2 separate regions of the Mus musculus genome follow, and region 1 is linked to region 2. A link is a contact called in public promoter capture Hi-C data. All regions are on one chromosome and are shown on one strand. Each heading gives the region's core, a stretch centred on a gene start, on an enhancer-like site or on the middle of the called end of the contact. The rest is flanking DNA. Distances are from core to core; before and after follow the strand shown. Region 1 holds the start of Sertad3 (SERTA domain containing 3). Region 2 holds the start of Zc3h4 (zinc finger CCCH-type containing 4).

The links. Promoter capture Hi-C pulls out the DNA fragments that hold promoters and counts their contacts.
Region 1: a promoter capture Hi-C map of cranial neural crest shows a contact between it and region 2. The contact joins the promoter of Sertad3 here to the promoter of Zc3h4 in region 2. A contact is called at or near these places in 1 of 39 promoter capture datasets (cranial neural crest) and 1 of 484 Hi-C or Micro-C datasets (B cells).

Annotation. Positions count from the first base shown.
Region 1 is chr7:27,472,551-27,475,557 of GRCm38.p6, forward strand. Sertad3 (SERTA domain containing 3) reads left to right here and starts at 1,290. Exons shown (of 2, transcript NM_133210.2): 1 at 1,290-1,321.
Region 2 is chr7:16,399,772-16,402,471 of GRCm38.p6, forward strand. Zc3h4 (zinc finger CCCH-type containing 4) reads left to right here and starts at 1,425. Exons shown (of 14, transcript NM_198631.2): 1 at 1,425-1,535. The coding sequence starts at 1,522.

The sequences.
Region 1 (3,007 bases), core at 40-2,539, about 11 Mb after region 2:
AAAAACTGAAAGCAAGCTAGACAAGCTGGTAATGCCTAAATCCTAGCACTAGAAAAACGAAGCAGGAAGATGAAAGATTCCAGAATAGCTTAGGCTACACAGCAAAACGCTGTCTCAGAAAACAAACAAAAAAGTGGCTGGGGATGTAGCTCAGTGATAAGAGTACTTTGGCTAGCACCACCTCGGTGTTCCGTGCCCAACACCACAAAAACTAAGCAAAAGGAATTTTCTTTAGGGACACACCTGCAGCTCCAGGACTAGCAATATGGAAGCCAAGCATGATTAGAATTTCAAGGCCCTTGTCTACACTGGAGTCCTGCTTCACGAGACTGCCTAAAACAAAAAGAATCCGAAAGTGAGTCCTAGAAAACAGGAAGGAGGGTACCAGAGACCAAATAGTGAAGAGCAAGCTAACCCTTCACTACGAAACCATATCACAAAATTAAACACACACACACACACACACACAAAATTTTAAATCTTAGCTCAGTTCTACGGTGTTTGTTCAAAATGCTCAAATGTTAAATCCCCAAAACTAAAAATAATAATAATAATAATAAGTTTGAGTTTGTTCCCAGAGTTGTGAGCAGTCTTTAAGAGTAAACAGCAACAGGCAGACAAATGCGGAAAACGAAAGCGTTGCCTGGGATCCAGGAGGTTCCCCCAAACAAGCAGCAGACCCCTCTAGGTTAAGCATAGACTCCTCCTACAAGACGGGTTGGGGGTGGGGAAGCAGAGCTCCGCCAGCTAAGGGGCGGGGCTGCGGTCGTTCAGGCAACGCAAGCCGCATCATGCTATTGGCTGCTGTCTAGTGCGTCATCCCCCCCCCCGCCCTCCGGTTTGACCCAGCCTTCGGAACTCCGGGGGGCGTGGCCTCCACCATCTGCCCCAAGCCTGCAAAACCGCAGGGAGGGGAGAATGGTGTCACCCGGTGTCACTCTTCAGTGGGGTCTGGTATAAGGGGTCTGCAGTGAAACAGAGGAGTGAGAAACACAGCTGGGTCCAAAGTAGCAGTTCTGACGGCGTTACCAGACTCCACCGTGGAGACTCCGCTCCGCCCCCTGACCAGTAGCCAACCTAAACCGGACCCGGCCCAGTGATGGACGGGGCCTAGCATCCGTGGCTCCTCTTAGCCAATGGCGCCCCGCGGCGGGCAGGATTCCAACCAATCCTGGCTTGCGACTGGCCTCCGGGGAGGAGCCGAGTGGCCCCCAGCCAGACCCAGAGGCCCGGGGAAAGTGAGCCGGACTTCTACCCAGCACTGGTGGAACCCAACCCTGCAGGCTTGTCGGAGGTAGTCGTGGCGACCCTGGCAGCCGAGGTGAGGAGTGGCCGCCTGTGTGAGATTTCCCTGGAGTTAGAGGAGGACGGGGGCGCGCCCCCACGGTAGGCGGAAGCGGGGTATCCCGAGTGGAGAGCAGATTGGTGTGATTGATGGACATTGGAGGGTGGAAGGCTGAATTCCAGCATCAGCACCGAAGGGGGAGCAGGATTACTCAGGAGTTGGAGTTTGGAGAAGCCAGGAAAACGGAGAAAGAACTTTGGAGGAGAGTGTAGGACAGTTTGAGTCTCGAAGAATAGGCTGAGTTTGGAGTTCCACGGTGTTCTGGACAAAGTGAGCGTTTTAAGGCTAGGATATGAAGCATTTAGAGGAACCCGGGAACTAGAGGAACCGAGTATTGGATTCTGAGACGCCGTCGTGAGAAGGGAATGCCGGGGAAGAGTTCACTGACTGGGTCTCGGAGCCGGACTGGGTATTTGGAAAGCCAGAGTCATTTGAAAGTGGAGCCGAATGAGGGGAGATTTGGGACGAGGTCTCAGAATTGGGATATCCAGTTTCGCCGGCGGAACTATGTACCCGAGAGTTATTTGTCGTCTTTGGGCGATGTGATGGGATTTGGACCTCTGCACACCGAGGACAGTTTGGGGAAGAATCCAGAACTTCCTGGGGTGATAGGGACCCAGAGAAAACAGGTTTCTGACTGAAGCCTGGTGGGGGAGGGGCGCTCGGGGCGTGGAGCTCGGATTCACCGCCCCGAAGGCAGTAGAGGGCGGGGCTCGGCGGCCGCTGGGCAGCTGAAGTCCGGGTTCCCTTCCCCCACCAGCCGGAGCTCCCGTACGCATGCTCTCAGAGAGGGCGGGCGTGTCCAGTCTCTTGGGTGTGCTGGGCCTTCTGGGGATTGTAGTTCCAACGCGACAGCCGAAGCTCTGCCTGGAGCCTTTGGGTCCACAGTTCCCAGAAGGCCCTGAGGATACATTGAGGTGTTCTTGGGTCTGGTCTAGCGACCCAGGGAAGGGTGGTGCCTATAAAAAGAGATGATTGGGTTGGACTGGTCGCTAGAGGGTGCAGTTTGTGGTTAGTTTCGCTCTAGCTGGCTTTCCTTTGGGTCGGAGTTTGGGAAATACTCCCTCTCTTTTGAGAGGTCATAGACTCAATTGTAGGAAGCAGGTACGGACAGAAATATTCTTGTTAAAAAAGGAGAAAAAAAAAAGAATTTAAACACACACGTCCCAGCTAAGCCTCGTCTCACACACATTTAATCCCAGCCTTCAGGGAGGAAGAGGCGGTACGATATGAGTTCGAGACACAGCCTGATCCACATAGGGAGTTCCAGAGCAATACAGAGAAACCCTGTCTCAAGTTTGGGTTTGGTCCATTACTCTGTGCTCCATACCTGTTTGTCCTGTGACCTGTTAGGAAAAAAGTATTGTGGGAAAACAATAACAAGATCTATTGAGACCAGAGTTAGGATTTTCACTTTCCAAATGTTAAAATTGATTACCATAATGTAAATTCAACGTTGTGCCTACCACAGACAAGTGATACTCAAGCCATGCCCGGATGTTTTGGTGATTTGTTTTAGGGCTTTTTTGTTTTTCTGAGACAGGTTTGTCTGACCATATTAAACTCTACCTGCTTCTGCCTCCTGGATGGGTGCTGAAATTAATGGCATAGGACACCATCTGCAATTTTTTTTTCTGTTCATTTTCCTATTTTAAATTTTAT
Region 2 (2,700 bases), core at 175-2,674:
CGAGTTCCTGAAAGTCATTTACCCTTGAGTTAATTAATCGCCTTTCTAGCCCCACCCGTTCAGCTTATTCGCTAATTCCTATTCGCTCCGCTCAATGTATTTCGGCTACTTCCGCCTCCTCCCGGGATCCCTTCCCTGACTTCGGCTCTTTCCGGACTCTCGCCTCGCCCCCCCCCAGGGGGGGGCTTCTCCCATCCCGAAGCGCTTCGGCTATTTCCGGCTCTCCCGGCCTTCCCTAGCCCCGCCCCCACGACCACCCTTGGTCCTTTAGGTGGGTCTCTGATCCGCTCCGCGTTGCTGCAGTGACCTAGATCTTCCCTCGGCTCTTTCCGGCTTTTTTCAGAGTCTCGTTAATCTCAGCTGTGTTCGGCTCTTTCCGTGCCCTCTCCTCCGCCTCGCCCTTCCGCTTCGGCTCTTTTCGCCGACTTTCGGGCGGGCTGGCTCTGCCCTTCTCCACGTGACGCTCCTCCGGCCTCTCCGCTACCCCCTCCCTCCACGCCCTTCCTCCGGCTTCAGCCTCCGTGCTTGTCCCGGCTGTGCCGCCATTTTGTGTGAATTCCTGACCGCGGCGGGGGCCCGGCAGCTGGGGCATCTAGGGCGGGCAGACAGTCGGCCCATCTCCATAGCCCGATCCCTCTTCTCCCCGATTTTTTTTTAACCATCCCCCCTGCTCGCTCTCCTCTCCCCCCCTTTCCCTTCGCTTGCTCCGTCGCGCGCGGGCCCGCGCTAATTACACCCAACCACCCACCAGTGTCCGTGTCCCCCGGGTCTCAGGCCTTGGGGGGCCGCGTGTGTGTGTGCGTGCGTGTGTGGCGGAAGGGGACCTCTCGTCCCGATGAGGGTCCCGTGCCCGTGAGCGAGTGACCTCAGGGCCAGGCTGCGGAGAAAGCAGGCGGCGGGCGGCCTTGCCGGGGCCTAGGCCTCGCGGCCTACGTGGAAGTCGGCTCAGAGGTGACTCCGAAACCGAAAAAAAAAATACTCGATATCGATCTATGTATCTATATGCCCAGTTCCCATCAGGAGGCCCCGGAGCGCTGAAGTGTGCCCCTCCCGCCACGCCCAAGCAGTCCTTTTTGGTGCATTAACATCCCCTCCCCCTCAAAGGAACGATGGAGGCCGTGCCCGGGACCCCCCCGCCGCCGCCATCAGAGTCGCCACCGCCGCCATCGCCACCGCCGCCATCAACGCCTTCGCCTCCTCCGTGTTCCCCCGACGGCCGCGCGGCCACCCCGCACCTCCTCCACCACCGCCTCCCGCTCCCTGACGACAGGTCAGGCCCCCCGGCCTGGGCCGGGCAGCGTCCCCCGTGGGAGGGGGGGAGGAGGAGGAGGAAGGGGACGGCCGCCATGTTGGGCCGGGCCGCGGAGGAGGAGGAGGAGGAGGAGGAAGGGCGGGGTCGGTGGGTGTCTCTAGCTCGCTCGCTCTTTCTCGCTTCGCTTTCTCTCCCGGCCTCATGCGTTGCCCCCCCTCGCGGCGTTCGCCCGCTCTCCCTCGCTCTCGCTCTGTCTTTTTTTGGGCGCCATGCTGAGGGGAAGGTGAGGAGGCGCCCCCCGGACCCCCCGCGCCCGCCGGTCTGTCGGTCCGTCCGCCCGCCCGGGGCACGGGCCGCCAAGGGGGTGGGCTTGCCGAGGCCCATCAGCCTCCTCGGCCGCCCCTGCTCCGGGAGCTGGCCGTCAGCGGCCTGTCGCCTGGCTTCGGGGAAGGCTTTTGGGGGAGGGGCCCCCGGATTCTCTTGTTTTAGGGGCATCTCCAGCTTGCAGCTCCTCTCTTAAGGGGTTCGGAGTTGGGGGTCTTCCCAATCCCCTACAGTATCCTTTCTCCTGGGGGACGCATACCCTGTCCATTTTGGATAGGTACCCGAGTCTAACGGAGGCAGAAAAATGGGGGTTTGGATCAGCCTTCGCTCTTTCGTTCTAAGGAGGACTCCTTAGGATGGGGGCTCTGGTGCACTTTTAATTTTTTGGCGGGAGGTATTTTCTAGCTTCTCCCTAGAAGGCAGGCAGGTAACGGGTGCATTTCCAGCTCTTTTGATTAAATCCCCTGACCTTCTTTGGAAACCCTATTGGTTTTTTTTTTTTTTTTGGGGGGTCCCTCTCTTTTTGTAGGTAGGTGACAGTCAGTGGTGGAGGGTCCTTAGTTTTAAGGTTTTTGTTTTTTTGCGGGGGGGTTGTATGAAGGTTGCTTTTCCTGCATTGGATAGTAGAGGAAGTTGGCCACCGCTTTCTCCGGGCATCGCCCCCTCTTTGGGGCAAAACAGGGTGCAATCGCCCCCTTGGGAGCAAAGATCTCCCCCGTGTGCTTTGGCAGGACGTGAACTGTGGCGCCTCTTGTCCTCTAGTGCGAAATGGGTTCCCCACGCCCTTCTCTGGCGGGTGATAATGGGACCAGCCCTGCGTGTTTTGAGGATGAGAGGTTTGGGGCCATTTTTGCCCTGCTGGAGCCGAAAGATAAGGGGTACATAGTTTGCTGATTCCTGGGAGCTGGAGTGAGTAGGTTTGAAAATAGGTGGGTTTCAGGGAGCAGAAAAGCTAGTCTTGCAGGCGGGGGTGGGGGTAGGGTGGAGAATGCGCTAGACAGAAGCCTCGCTCGCAGCCGTCAGGGAACCGCAGAGGACCCCTTCAGACCATGGGTCTCAGCCCTTTCTCCCCACTCCCACCTCCTGTTCTCCCTTTCTCCTTCACAGACCCTCCTTTGCCTTTT